Linked DNA regions of Rattus norvegicus: region 2 is linked to region 1. A link is a contact called in public Hi-C data. All regions are on one chromosome and are shown on one strand. Each heading gives the region's core, a stretch centred on a gene start, on an enhancer-like site or on the middle of the called end of the contact. The rest is flanking DNA. Distances are from core to core; before and after follow the strand shown.

Region 1 (2,612 bases), core at 33-2,532:
TTCTCTATGTCTTTCTCTGTCTCTGCCTCTGTGTATGTTTCTGTATGTCTGTCTCTGTGTCTCTGTTCCTCTATTTCTGTGTGTGTGCATCTGTCTTTCTGTCTCTGCTTGTCTCTGTCTTTCTGTCTGTCTCTTTGTGTGTCTCTGTGTGTGTGTGTGTCTGTCTCTGTGTGTGTTGTGTTGTGTGTGTGTCTTTCTCTGTGTGTCTGTCTCTCTTTCTCTGTCTCCCCGTTCTGTTTGTCTATCTTTCTGTCCTTCTCTGTCTCTGCCTCTGTGTATGTTTCTGTATGTCTGTCTCTGTGTCTCTGTGTCTCCATCTCTCTATTTCTGTGTGTGTGCATCTGTCTTTCTGTCTCTGCTTGTCTCTGTCTTTCTGTGTGTCTGTCTGTCTTTCTGTGTGAGTCTGTCTGTCTCTCTTTCTCTCTGTCTCCCTCTTCTGTATTCTCTGTCCTTCTCTATGTCTTTTTCTGTCTCTGCCTCTGTATATGTGTCTGTATGTCTGCCCCTGTCTCTGTCTCTGTCTCTGTCTGTCTCTGTCTCTCTCTCTCTGCATCTTCCTTTTTGTCTCTGCTTGTCTCTGTCTTTCTGTCTGTCTCTGTGTGTGTCTGTCTCTGTGTGTGTGTCTGTTTCTCTTTGTCTTTGTCTCTGTCTTCCCCTCTGTGTTTGTGTCTATCTTTCTGTCCCTCTCTATGTCTTTCTCTGTCTCTGTCTCTTTGTATGTGTCTGTATGTCTGTCTCTGTGTCTCTGTCTCTGTCTTTCTTTATCTCTCTGTCTTTCTCTGTGTCTCTCTCTAGGATCTCAGTTCATAGCCCAGGCTAGCCTCCACTTCTCAGTCTTCCTGCCCCTGCTTCTCTACTGCTGAGGTTATAGCTGTGTGCCACCAGGTTGAGAACTTCATTAGGTTGTAGAAAAGCGTGCTTCACACACACAAGACTCTTGAGTTTAGTAGCTAGCACAGGAAAAAATGAAAGCACCATAAACTCGGTTTCTAGGACTGTTTTGCTAAGTCCCTGGTTCAGGAACTGGTATTTCCTTGCCCCCACAGGTTCATAGCAGTTAATCCAGTGCCAAGAGTGCTGACCCTCAGCTGTTCCAGGGGAGGTGGGAGGTCCTGAGGCTTCCTTGACAACCAGCAGGAGAAGAATCTGGCTCCCATTATGGGTCGTAGGGAGTTGTAACGTTTCCCACGAGCTCCTCTGGAAGTCTTTCATCTGAGGTCAGCTCTAACCTGGACAGTTTCCTTCGCTTTCATCCCTGTGCTGTGTCTCTGACCTGCTCCTGTGTCTAACTCTGTGTTTCTGCTCTCCCGAGGCTCCCTCGTTTTCAGGTAGCATTGTGGGCTCAGCCCCAGGTGGAATCTGCTTCCTTTCTGGCCTCCATTCCCTGGACTCAGATAAAGGGCCACCCCTGAGAAAGCTGCCAGCCACTGCCTTCAGAGTCTGGGAGCAGCAGGCATTCCCGTGAAGAGCTTGGGCTGCAGGAACAGCTTTTGAGGCTGACCTGAGGTCCCGAGAAACCTTCTTTAGATGCTCTTCTCTCTTCCCCTCCGTAACCTCATTTCCTCTTTCAGCACGCACAGTGTAGACAGATCTTTGCGCCAAAGCACTGCTCTCCAGTCGTAACTTCTATGCCAAGTTTAAAAGTGAGATCCTTCCTAGAAACCCACAGGCGTGCTCGACCTACATAACACCAAAGGGCTGGGGTGGTGGCCTGGGAACAGAAGGTGCCAGGTTCTTTCCCCCCAGCAAGAGCTGCTGGCCTCATGCAGGAATCCAATTGCAGAAGCGACATCAGCCAACAAAAATTTCAAGAAAGTATGACTCATAATTAGTCCTTTTGACATTGTTTCACATCAAAAGATGCACAGTCTGTGTTCTGTGTCCCTCATCCCGAACATGGAAACTGCTGGAGTTTGCACGCACAGAGGGATTTGAAATTTTAAAAGCTGAATAGAGGCTATACACACACACACACACACACACACACACACACACACACACACACAGACGCACACACACAGAGGAATACACATGCATACACACACATAACACACACACCACACACACAGGCACACACACTCCAGTTGGTTTCTTAAAAGTGGATTTAATTAGGTCAGAGAGTCTGTTACTTTGTGTGTGTGTGGGGGGGGGCAGCAACGATCATTTAAACCATATTTTCAAGTTACCATGTTGTGATCTGCTAGACGGTGGTGCTACACAGATTCACAAACGAGAAGTGAGAGCCAAGCAATCTCTCAGAGCCCGAGAGCTTCTTTCTCTCAACTACTGGTTCTCAATGAAAAGAGGCCACTGTCCCTTGCCTCAGAGTTATGGGGTGACACGGCTGGGGCATGTCATACTGACATTTACTAAGATTCCTGAGACCCAGATCCACAGTGAGGTCCCCACCCTTGCCATTGAGCTACCAGCAGCTGTTCCAGACGTGGAGGGTTGGCCCCAGTCAGCCCCAGTGCCATTTCAGTAGCGATTTATAGATGGATGCTGTGAGCAGGGCGGGGTGTGGGGGCTAGGGGGAACCAATGTCACAGGTGCTTCATAATAACGACTGGAACATTTACAGAGTCGGACATTCTGTCATTTAATAAACCCAA
Region 2 (2,612 bases), core at 74-2,573, 400 kb before region 1:
TTCTTTTTTTTCCCCACCCATAATGACACCAGGATCATTATATAATCCCATAACAAAGAGGCTTTTGAGGCACCAGCTTTTGTCAACTCTAGGACAGAGCATTCGTAATTGCATTATTCGGCTTCCCCCCCATCTTTCCCCGCTTCCTCGGCACCACTGAAACCCCCACTTTGTTACCTCGGCTTGTATTATTTACCCAAACGTTCGCCTGGAGGACCAGCCTTGCAAAGTTGCCTTTAAAAAAGTTATTTTGTTTCGTAATTAAGTCTCGGAGCCCACCGCGATGATTATTCTGGACCCATAAGGCAGAGAACCTGCATGACGTTTTTCTCGAAGTTTAATTACCGTATGCTAATTTCCTTGCCTACTACGTGATTAATTAAAATCATATTTTCATAATCATTTGGCACTAGTATTGTTTTAGAATTATCATGATCTCCTAAATAGTGTCTGTAAATAAAGTCGCCTCTAATGGCAGGCGCGGGAGGCGAGGCTGAGGACCTCTCGGTGTTTGTATCGCGGCGATTGGCAACATAACGGCCTTATTTACATTAAATACGCCACAAGGTTACAGCGCGGATCAACGTCATTTGATCGCTGATGACTCCCTTAAACGCCCGGGCTGTGACTGATTCTCCACGTCCCGCTGTCCACCGAGATTCACCCGGGAGTTTTTTTTTCACCCCAGAAAAGAAACAGACTTTAAATAGTTTGAGGAGCAGGTAAGAATTACGCGTTTTCCTCTCTCCCTTTCCGCGTCTCTCTCTCTCCCTCTCTCTCTCTCTCTCTCTCTCTCTCTCTCTCTCCTCTCTTTCCGTGGCAATCGCTCTCTGCCTCTCGGCTGGATAAAAAATTCTTTAGTTAAAGGCAGGAATGCAAAGTAGTGACAAGCGAAGGGGCTGATGTATGTCTCCGTAACGAGTCTGACAATCAGAATGTAGCTCTTGGAGAATAGATAGATTTTAATAAGTGTGTTTACATGAGCTCAAGGTCAGAAGCAAGCTGCGCTGTGTTAAATGGTTTCTTAGTTGCTAGACAGAGAGAAAAAATGGACGACCACACACCATTCTTTGTAGATTATTATATCAAGGGTTCAGTCTCCGGCTCATCAAAGCTAAATGCTGAAAGACCTATCTAGTTGCTGTGAATTACGCCAGGGCGACAATGGAGATCCTTTTTAATGGTACAATGCATTTCACCTACCAGATAGGGGGAGGCCGAGCAGGGGATGGGATGTCTGCTGGGGTTGGATGATGAGTATCAATGAACGGGGCGATTCTGAAATGAGGTTGATGAAAAGCGAGCCTGCCCTGCTCAGGCTAGGCTGAGAGCAGTTGGCCGGGCTCTGGCGAGTGGGCGACTGAGGCGCGCGAGCTGGGCGCCCGTCCCCCCTCAGCCCCGGAAAATGATCAAGTCAATCATGTGGACATGTTTCATTATTCATTGAACACAATCTTTTACAACGCTCGGTTTACGTGCCCGAGTTTGCTCCCGACGCCCGCGTTTAATGTTTTAAGGTAAGGCAAACAAAGGTGGTGGGGAGGCCGGGGTTGGGGGTGGGGGCGGCGGAGTGGAGGGGCGCGCGGGTGCCAGGTGGTGGTGGGGGCGGCCCTGATCTCTGGGAGGTGGCAAAGTGAGTTTGGACACTTGGCGTGGTTCTCTACCCCCCTTTTCCCCTCCCCCTCCCCCCACCAGGCGAGGCCTGTAACCCGGTTGCTTCTCACCCCATCGCGATTAAAAAATATGGTCTAATTAAATATCCGTGGCTGTGACGTTGGAGAGAGAAGCTGTCAGCGGGGGTTAAGAGGAAAGGGGGGGGGTATGTGGAAAAAAGAAAAAAAAAACAGGAGGAGGAAAACCGAGTAGAGGCGGCCACCCGGCATCGAATGGCGCTGGAGAACTTCGGCGGAGAGCGGGACCCGCGCCCCGGCCGCCGCCTCCCCACCGCAGCCGCAGTCCCGGGACCGTTACTTTGAAAGGGAGTCCCGAGGGCCGAGCGCTCAGAGCCCCAGTGGGATCCGGCGTCCACACGGCCTGGCCCGCGCCTCCCTCCTGCGCTCCCGGCCTCTGCTCGCAGCCGGGAAACTTTCCGTAGGGTCGGGGGCCGGGGGAGCCAAGAGAGAGGGGAGGCTGCGCGGCGGAAACTTCTCCAGCGACTTTACCCGTTTGCTCCAGTGCCGGGGCTGGGGGGGGGGGGCGGTCCCCGGCTACCTTCGCCTCCCCCGCCCCGCCATCGTGCGTGGTGCGATCTGCACTACCTGGGAATCAGGGGGTAATTGGCAATTATTTTATTTTTAAAAATCAAAGTTAGCTGATGCTTACGGGGTGCCTAACTTGCGGTTGTAGAGAGCGGCCAAGACCTGCCATTTTGTGTTTGCATCGGCTTCCTGCGTCCTAAGAGCCGGGCAAGGCCCTGCGAGGTGCCTGGGGGGCGATCCCGGGACCCCGAGACCTTAGAGGCACCGGCACACGTGTGCGCCGCCCTCAGCACCTGCCCCAGTCCGGCCCAGGTCCCGGGGGCCCGCGGGGGCCTGAGACACAGAAATAAATAAATAAGTAACAGGTTATGGAGGGAAATGAGCCGGCCAGTCCCGAGCTGGAAACGCGAGGCC

What was found. Hi-C and Micro-C count contacts between places; a contact is called where the count stands out from the background.
Region 2: a Hi-C map of Schwann cells shows a contact between it and region 1, with 8 times the contacts expected there. The contact joins the promoter of Zfp536 here to the enhancer-like site in region 1. A contact is called at or near these places in 9 of 12 Hi-C or Micro-C datasets (Schwann cells, frontal cortex, kidney and 4 more) and 1 of 1 datasets of contacts at active chromatin or transcription factors (oligodendrocytes).

What each region holds. Positions count from the first base shown.
Region 1 is chr1:99,195,426-99,198,037 of GRCr8, reverse strand. All of the region lies in intron 6 of Zfp536 (zinc finger protein 536), which reads left to right. Among named protein-coding and RNA genes, the nearest start is that of Zfp536, 400 kb to the left of the region's middle. Within about 2 kb of position 1,282, at least 2 of the 93 cell types and tissues checked have an H3K27ac peak or open chromatin away from gene starts, as enhancers often do. A contact at or near this core is called in Schwann cells, where this site is marked.
Region 2 is chr1:99,597,754-99,600,365 of GRCr8, reverse strand. It overlaps Zfp536 (zinc finger protein 536), which reads left to right and starts at 1,323. Exons shown (of 7, transcript NM_001427135.1): 1 at 1,323-1,517.